3 separate regions of the Mus musculus genome follow, and all the other regions are linked to region 2. The links are chromatin contacts, called in public Hi-C maps. All regions are on one chromosome and are shown on one strand. Each heading gives the region's core, a stretch centred on a gene start, on an enhancer-like site or on the middle of the called end of the contact. The rest is flanking DNA. Distances are from core to core; before and after follow the strand shown.

What was found. A called contact is a pair of places that touch in the nucleus more often than the background predicts.
Region 1: a Hi-C map of the C2C12 cell line shows a contact between it and region 2, with 1.9 times the contacts expected there. The contact joins two enhancer-like sites. A contact is called at or near these places in 1 of 39 promoter capture datasets (the 3T3-L1 cell line), 19 of 484 Hi-C or Micro-C datasets (the 3T3-L1 cell line, 3T3-L1-derived adipocytes, the C2C12 cell line and 12 more) and 1 of 115 datasets of contacts at active chromatin or transcription factors (bone marrow-derived dendritic cells).
Region 3: a contact with region 2 is called in a Hi-C map of uterus, with 2.9 times the contacts expected there. The contact joins two enhancer-like sites. A contact is called at or near these places in 15 of 484 Hi-C or Micro-C datasets (the 3T3-L1 cell line, 3T3-L1-derived adipocytes, the AML12 cell line and 9 more), 1 of 115 datasets of contacts at active chromatin or transcription factors (astrocytes) and 2 of 9 other capture datasets (embryonic stem cells and embryonic tail).

The regions. Positions count from the first base shown.
Region 1 is chr6:53,722,508-53,725,326 of GRCm38.p6, forward strand. No RefSeq gene overlaps it. Among named protein-coding and RNA genes, the nearest start is that of Tril, 97 kb to the right of the region's middle. Within about 2 kb of position 1,279, at least 13 of the 459 cell types and tissues checked have an H3K27ac peak or open chromatin away from gene starts, as enhancers often do. A contact at or near this core is called in the C2C12 cell line, where this site is marked.
Region 2 is chr6:53,653,269-53,656,137 of GRCm38.p6, forward strand. All of the region lies in intron 7 of Creb5 (cAMP responsive element binding protein 5), which reads left to right. Among named protein-coding and RNA genes, the nearest start is that of Gm33392, 62 kb to the left of the region's middle. Within about 2 kb of position 1,438, at least 24 of the 459 cell types and tissues checked have an H3K27ac peak or open chromatin away from gene starts, as enhancers often do. A contact at or near this core is called in the C2C12 cell line and uterus, where this site is marked.
Region 3 is chr6:53,759,410-53,762,207 of GRCm38.p6, forward strand. No RefSeq gene overlaps it. Among named protein-coding and RNA genes, the nearest start is that of Tril, 60 kb to the right of the region's middle. Within about 2 kb of position 1,297, at least 54 of the 459 cell types and tissues checked have an H3K27ac peak or open chromatin away from gene starts, as enhancers often do. A contact at or near this core is called in the C2C12 cell line and uterus, where this site is marked.

The DNA.
Region 1 (2,819 bases), core at 29-2,528, 69 kb after region 2:
TTACCTGACAAAACTCACTCAGCAGACATCAGGAGCAGCATGAAGGGAATCCAGAGTACCAGCAGAGTACCAGACAACTGTTCTGATTGTCTGTTGGTGCCGCCAAGGGCCAGATGACTGGATTGTTCATTTATCTGGGATTCAGTAATCCCAGCTGGGTAGAGACAAGAAATTGGGCACTGAGTGGAAGAGGAGAGGGCAGGAGTGAACACATAGAGCTCTATAGGGCAACAGGGTAGTTTTCAAACCTGGGCCAGAAGCCATCTTTAATTGATGGTTTGTTGTGTGTGCTGGTGGCATGCGTGGAGCTATGCAAGGATACAGTAAGAGGAGGTGCCTGTGGAGGCAGCAGACAGCAGCCTGCCCTGAGGGCCTTCAGTCTATCATCACTGGAGATAGAATGTTTGTTTACCCCACGGTCAAGCTTTCTGAGTCATCTGCCCACACAGTGCATTTTCTTTGCACTCACTGTTTCTATGTATGGCAAAGGGATGACACTTGCCGATAACGGATCAGAGCTGTAGAAAGTTGGCAACAGCAAAGCAAGCCAGAATGGGGTGGGGGGGGGGGGAAGGAGCCTCCTTTGTGAGTAGCAAGACCACTGGTTCTAGGCCAACCTGGGAGTCAAGTATAAGACCTCATCCCATCTCTCACATCACCTCCTTGTGTCCGTGACTTACCGCACCAAAGACACCAACAGCAATAAAAGAGCATTCCAATTGACACACGTGTCACGAGTCCCTGTCTTGCCTCACTCTGTAGCCAGTCCCTAAATCTGTTTTGCTGTCACCATGGTATGCAAATGGATTGTTCCTAATGCTCCCTTCCACGGGAATCCAGTTGAGTTCTCCATGGAGTTCTTACTTGATCTCCACATCTTCCTTTGGGCTCTTTCCCAGTTTCTCCTCAGCCCTTTGGAAATGACTCTCTCTATTGTACGTTCCATGATTTTGAAGGAGGCTTCTCAACTACCCATCCTCCTGCCCCAATGTGTCATGCTTCTTGGGAGATGAGCAGTCTCTGATAACTCCTGTTCCCTTGTGGGTTGTGAGGACAGTTTTCCTGAACCAGCCATTTTCTTGAGTAGACATTTGTACAGAAGGGAAACATATCACCATCATGAAAAAATCACCAGAAGAACTCAGCATCCTCTTTCCCTTGATGCCAACCTGGTGCCTGCCCAGAAGGCTATTGCTGGATTAATGATACCAGAGACTGGTCCTCCTCAGGACCTATTCCAGAAACCGATCTCCACAGAACCTTTGCCAAGAATAGCAGAGGCTCCAGGCTGGCCCTGCCCACCTCTGCATGTGGCTGGCCTCGGAGGTTTAAGGGTTGGCTGTAGAGTATCTGGCACCCCTCCTCCTGTGCTCTGTGCTCCTTTCAGTTTTCACAAATCTCACACCAGAGAGAGAGAGAGGACCTCCTCATCAAACCCTGCCTCCATCTCCGCTCTCTCCCTCACATTCCTAGAGCCACCTTCTTCTGCCTTAAAAGCACCAGTGGCAGAATTTCCTTCTTTTGAAGGCAGGCTGGTATTCTGGTGTCATTTCCAACAGTGCAGATGAACCAGGAAGGCGTATGAAGCAAAGTGTTCAGAGGACACAAGAGACACAGACTGCATGTCATCAATGTTGAACTTAGGGACATTGGGAGTTGGATAGTTGCTACTAAGGGTTGGGAGTTAGAGAGGGCATAGCACCTTCCTTATAGCTAATAACAATATGGAAAAATTCAAAATTCTGGAATGATAGGCTTTAAAATGTTCTTAACACACACAGAGAATGGCTATGTGAGGTTTTAGGTATGCTGATTAACCCAATTGAACGTTTCCAGGATGTGTAGATGTATGGGCAGCTGGCATTACAGCTCATAAGTGTATATAATCGCAAGTGGTCAATTAAAGCTAAGTTAAGGTTTTTATGTGTCAGTGGTTTCTGGAATGCTTTCCTGCCCCACTGCCAGCCCGTCTTCCCAGTCTTCCCAATCTTCCCATGCCTTCTTTGGGTTTGTTGACATAGATTATCCCCTCCACAATACAGTCATGTAGCACATTCTTGATTCACAAGATATTTCAAACAGAAAAGAATTAGAAGAGGTGTACACACCACTCAAATGGAGAATATCTTTGATGTATTGGTTTCAGTGCTTCTTATGAAGGGAAACTAGCTATGATAAGAGCTGCCTGCCTTGGCCCGGCTTTCAATGAAAGCACTGCTGTGTGTATGCACGTTGGGTTCTCTCAAGCAGCCGTTATAGTAGGCACCATCTCCTCAGGAAGTGTTCTCTCTCGCGCTCACCTCAGAAGCCCTAGCACTTTCTAGTATGGTTGGCACCCAAAGGGACTGAGTAAATATTGTTTGAACAAGTGTGTGTGGGTGAGAACTCATACCCAGGATTCCTGTCACCCACTCTACACCAGCATAAAACACAAAGTGTTCTGGTTGGCGTGCTATGTTCTTAGAGGCATTTGATTCTAACCCATTACCCTATCCCTAGAGCATGTCCTTAAACCAGTAAATCTCTGCTTTAGCTGCCTAGTAGAACGCACACCACAGGTAATTCCACCCTCAGGCATTCTAGTGCAGAGGCTGAAGCGTCTGGTGTCATTTCCAACAGTGCAGATGAACCAGGAAGGCATATGAAGCAAAGTGTTCAGAGGACACAAGAGACACAGACTGCATGCCATCAATGTTGAACTTATGGACATTGGGAGTTGGATGGTTGCTGGGGGCTGGGGGTTAGTGTCTGCTAGGCACTGGGAGCTGACAGTGCACAGCCAGGGCTAAGGACAGCCTTAGGTTCTGAGTAGCTTCAGC
Region 2 (2,869 bases), core at 188-2,687:
AAGGAGTGTGAGTGGTTAGGGAGTCTGGGAAGAGTTTGATTTGAAGCTGAATGGCTCCCCTTCTGTTGAACCCCAGTGCCAACCAGGGATCATTAGACATTTTCCTAACCACCCTCATCCTGAGTCCATAGTATTCTTGACAGCAGAAGCTATTCCTTGTAAATGACTTATTCCAGCAGAGATGGGAGAATGTTTCTGAAAATATAGTCATATGGCCATGTAGTCAATAGTCCAGGCTTTATGGACATCACTCTCTGTAGCAACTACTGAGGTCTCCCAGCTGCATGGCTACATTGCAATAAAGTTTTATTTATAAAGGCAGACAGCTGGCCAGATTGGACACAAGAGGCATAGTTTGACTAGTTCTACCTTAACTCTAACGCTTCCCTTGATTTCCCTCTTTGGATTTGGCTTAATGGCTAGCCCATCTTGCCCCCACAGTGTTGGGCTAGGCCTCAGTAAACTCCACTTGGAGGAGTGATGTGAGGGACTTCAGAAGGCACTGAATTCATGACTGAGTTTTCATAAGGAAACTTGGCCAGCGAGAGCCCCAGTCCCCCAACCTTTTCCCAGCATCTTCCCCAGAGGTTCCATACGCCAGGGCATGAAGATTTAAGCTGGAAACTTGCCCAAGTCATTTCTCACACTTAGGGGTTATTCATTAACTGATAGACTTACAGAGGGAACTTTCATATTCTTGACAACGGAGAAATTCTTTCATCTTCTGCCCCTTTTATAAACGGAAAGGTCACCATCGTGAGTTGTTTCTTGTGTTGATTTAGTTCCTAATTCACAGTTGCTGTCAAGATTGGAGAGTTTTCTGGTTTCTATCAATAAGTCATTTTCACATTTCTGAATTGTGGGTAGACCCCATGGTCACTGTAGGTAGTAGCCTACACTGTGCAGAAACAATAAATAACCAAGCTCAGCACTGCTCTTCCACATTCATTCGTCAGGGCCATGTCACTCACTCACTCAAACCTTCATTTCCTGGGCTATAAATGGAATTATCAAAGGCCACGCATCATTCACAAAGCTGTCTCTAGGTCCTTTTTGAAGACAAGCTTCTGCACGGCCTCTCCTCAAAAGCCCCACTCGCTCTTCCGAGAGCTCTCTGCTCACAGTATGGACATTTGTGATTCAGAGGCCTCCCTTACCATATGGTATTGCATAATTATTTTCCCTTTAGGTGTAATTATGGAATTGCCAGCCCCTTGGCTCTGTTTTGCATTATTTCACACGTATTTTCTCGTTTTGATTTAAGTCTCTGTGCGCTATGCCATAAATCAGCAGAGCGGGGGTGGGGTAACGAGAGGACATCAAAACACAGCCCCCACTGCTATAGAAAGTTTCACAAGTGACACTCCATAACTCAAACGCTGCAAACCACGGGGTAGTCAGAGCAGGGCAGTGTGACAGTATGAGCTGTTTTCGTTCATAGAGATGAAATTATGGGTGTGACTAGCTGGCAGGCCTCAGACGGACTTCAGCGAGTTGTTTGCTCAGCTGTCCTCAGCAACAACTTAATGCTTGGTGGATAAAATTGTTCTCCCAGCATCTCAAGTGGTATATTCCAGGGATCCCAATTTGTTCTCACTATTAAAAAGCAGGAACAAGCTTGCAACCCCTCCAAGGGCACTTGGAGATTCTGGCCATGTTTTGTTTTCAATGTATCAAGCTTTCTACACCCCAGTATCATGAAAATCTCCTTGTTTTCTGCCTCTGCCTGGAGAAAAGTCTGCACAGAGCTGAAACCTAACACTCTCTGTGTGACTTAAAGAAGCTGTGTGTTTCCTCGTGCCAAAGAGCCTTGCTGTTTCCCTCTACCTGCACTGTTCTCTTTACCAGCAACCCTTTCCCAGGTTTGTTAGAACCTCAGATCTCTTAGGCTCAGCTCAGACATCTCCTCTTAGAAGTCTTCCTTCAACCTCTATCTCCTTCTCAACAACAAAATAAAGGGCGTTTGTTTTCCTGGAACCTACTCTTTTTCCTTAGTGATCATGCAACGTTTAAGACATGCAAATCTGGACAAGAAATGACACAGTAATCCTCCTCTGCCCTGGTCTGCAAGGCAGAAGCCCCTGAGAATGGAAGTTAGCTATTTACCATTCTCGAAGCCATCTGTACCTTCTCTGGGATGCGTGTACATTCCTTAATTATATGTAACTTTTTATAAGTAGCTATAAACTATGCATGTTTTTCTAAAGTTTTTGATGATCTTGTCAATTCACATTAACTGGATTCATCGTGTTGACTGGTGTACTTCAGTCATTGCCACTGTTGGATGGAATTCCATCATCAATGTTTATCCTTCATTCCTTCTGCATGTATGTAAAATGTTTTCATAGATGCCGTATGGTTTTTCTCATTTTCATTCGTTTAACTTTTAAAAAAATTTAAATTTTAACATTTAACTTTAAAAAAAAAAAGCTATCATACAACGAGTGGCTTTCCTTATATCAGTTGTGTAACATAGAATGGGATTTCTTAGATTTGCTCACATACAATTCTCAACAGATCACCTCGATGTTAGTTATGCTGCAGAGTGAAGTAGTTGTGTGTGTAATTCTTTTTCCTTCTGTCTGCTGCCATCCCAGGATCCCAGTAGGTGTCCTTGCATTATCTCTTGTTTAACATTAAATCCTTGCAAGATAGCCAACAAGAATTTTTGCCAAACAGGGAAACTGAGCACAGTCAACCAACAGCTGAAACAGAACTGGACATCAGATATTGTGCATCTCTTAGCTAGGTTGTTAAGAAGTCCTGTCAAAATTATTGCCACTTACTAGGCCAGAGTGATTATTGTTTTAAAAATATGTTTCCATCTAAGCGTAGTTAGAAAACTGAATCTTTTTCATCTGGAACTCGA
Region 3 (2,798 bases), core at 47-2,546, 110 kb after region 2:
GGAAGGACTAGCTGAAATGAAGAGCAAGTATATTTATGTGATGAATAATATTAGGACCCAGGGGGGTATTTAGAAGGTGGAAAAAAGGAGTGGGTTAATTTTGAACCATTTTCAATTTCCATACCAGTCATTACCCACATTAGTGGATTTATTATGTTCTTTTTCTTTCCCTAATAAGAGCCTTGTAAAACCCAGCATATCATCAAGCAACCTAATAATTACTGTATTTAGGGGCAAATGTTAGATCCTAGACAGAGACTGTTTATCACGTCCTGCTCCCTAAAGTTCAACTGAATAGCCACTTTTCTGTTTCCTCATTAATAATTATAATAAGTAAACTGCACAAAAGAGGAAGAAAGAACTCAGCAAATCAAAACATAGCAAACTGGGAAGGCCAGAGCACTAAAGCATCCTGCCATGACTCACAGACCACGTGAGCCGTTAGAATCATGATTCTTAATTTTCCTGACCAGAACTCTGAAGGGAGCAGAAACCGGCACCAAATGAATCCACTCAATTAATGAGGATGCCCAGATGGCAAAGAGGGAAATAAATAATTCCCTCAGTCTGCCCTTTGTCACCTCAACCCCCAAGTTGTAGGCCTCCTTAGGGATTTCAAAGCAAAGCTTAGTGTGACCAGGAATGTGGAGGGTTTGCTACCCTTCAGTCCTTAAAGCTCTGGGCAACAACCAGGAGGCATCTGTGAGGAAGCTGCCTGCTGGCTTTGCTCTTGAGGATGTTTTCAAACACCATAACCCACTCACCTCAGAGGGCTTGCCCCCCTCATCCTTTCCCTTCTCTTCCTTATCATCCATTTCCTTCCTTTTTATTCATTCTCTCTCTCTGGCCCCCCAGTTTCTCTTTCTCTTTGTTCTCTTTCTCTCTTTTCTCTCTCTCTCTCCCTCCCTCCCTCCTCTCTCTTAATTTAAACTTGTTTCTGTCTCTTTGGACCTCCCACACACACACACATGTTTTTCTTGCTGATTTCCCTTATATATTACACATTTAACAAACTTATCTCTTGCTTCAATTGCTGAAGGTGCCACTGACAGAGGTCTAAACAAAAGCTCAACACCCAAATAACCTATTCCTCCTGTGAGTAAACCCCTCCACTTCCCCCTTCCTATTTTTTTTTATCCCAAAGCAGAACCAGTCACCTTTTTTGTTTACAGGTTTACTGATCTCTTCCCTTCTGCTAAGATCCGGGCATTTTGAGGCGTGTTTAGACACCTCCTGTAAGTATTCCCCAAGGTGAAAGCAACCACAACTCCTCACTCTTTGTCTTTGAAAGCTTAGACCAGTTGGAAACTTTGGAACAACCACTTAGTGCCAAATCTGCCCTTGATCTTCTCTTTATAGCACATGGGGTTTACACTGCGAGCCAGATTCAGTCCCCAGGGACCTCTGCTGGGGAACACAGGAAGAATTCTCCCTTCTGCAGGGAGTGTTTTCAGGCCAGAATGCATAAACCGTTGAGAACATCTCCCGTGGAGTCTGCAGAGAGGAAGATAATCCATTACCCTGCAGGCAGTTGGCCTTGGCGGGAAGGACTGGGGCCGCCTCCAGTGACACAAAGGAGAGCTGCATTTGAAATCTCCCCAAAGCCAGGCCTACTTTCCCCCACGGGTTTTGCATTTCTCAGACAGCAATGCAAAAGGAGATAGAGAACAGAAATGCAAATCGCAACCTTTAAGAAAATATATAAACCCAAAAGATGAATAAGGGCCTTCTAGTTCCATAGATGCCAAAAGCATCCCTTTGGCTAAATGAAAAACGCATTCCCAGCTGCACCAAGTCTTCCCATATTGCCCAGATGAAGCCAGCCTCTGCAAGAGACGGCCATACTTCAAAGAGCAGCACAGAACCTCTTTATCACCACAGGATTTCACAAGAATCTAGAGAAAGGCAGAAGAAATGAGGGCAAGCTAAGGCTGCCTTAAAGAAGCCTGGTTGTAGACACTGAGCTGAGGGCCAGCATCACTGAGGGAAGCCTGGAGAGAGGCAAGCAGAACCGGCATCCAGTGCTCACATCCATCTGGGGAGAGATAGACCTCCTGTGCTTTGAAGCCCAGAGCCATCGCAGCAAAGGGGTTATAAAAATGCTTTGGAGGTTGACCTGTCCCTAAAGCACAAGGAGGCAGGATTTGGAGAATATCTGTGCAAATGGTGGGCTCCACCCGGAGCCAGGGGAAATGCTCAGTTTGAAGGAGGGAGGAGCCATCAGGGGGAAAACAGGCACGTGGTCCAAGAGGAGGAAATAGAAATGGAACACAAATGTGCAAAAATACACCTGAGGACAATGCTAAGTCAAAAAAGTCAAATCTGCAAGAAGGTCAAATTTATCACTTAGACTAAAAGGAGAAAGGGATATGAAGCACACAGGCAGAATAAAGGGAAAGTTCTCTACAGCTAAACTGTGGGATGGACCCACACAGACACACACACACACACACACACACACCGTCAGTATCATCACCATCACTATCACCTCCACCATCACCAAATCTGCCCATGCACCTCCAACACTACCACCACCAATAACACATACACAAACACGCACATATACACCATCACCGTCACCACCACCACCACACCACTACCACCACCACCACATCTACACACACACCACCAATAACAACAACAACACACACACACACTCACAGAGACTGATAGCATTTATCAGAATTAAAACAAGCTTATCCTTTGGCTCCACAGTTCCAATTCCTCTTCCTGAAAGCTACTGATAGACTTGTGCTCTATCGTGCACACAACAGCAAGCTTTTAATAAGAGAAAGCAA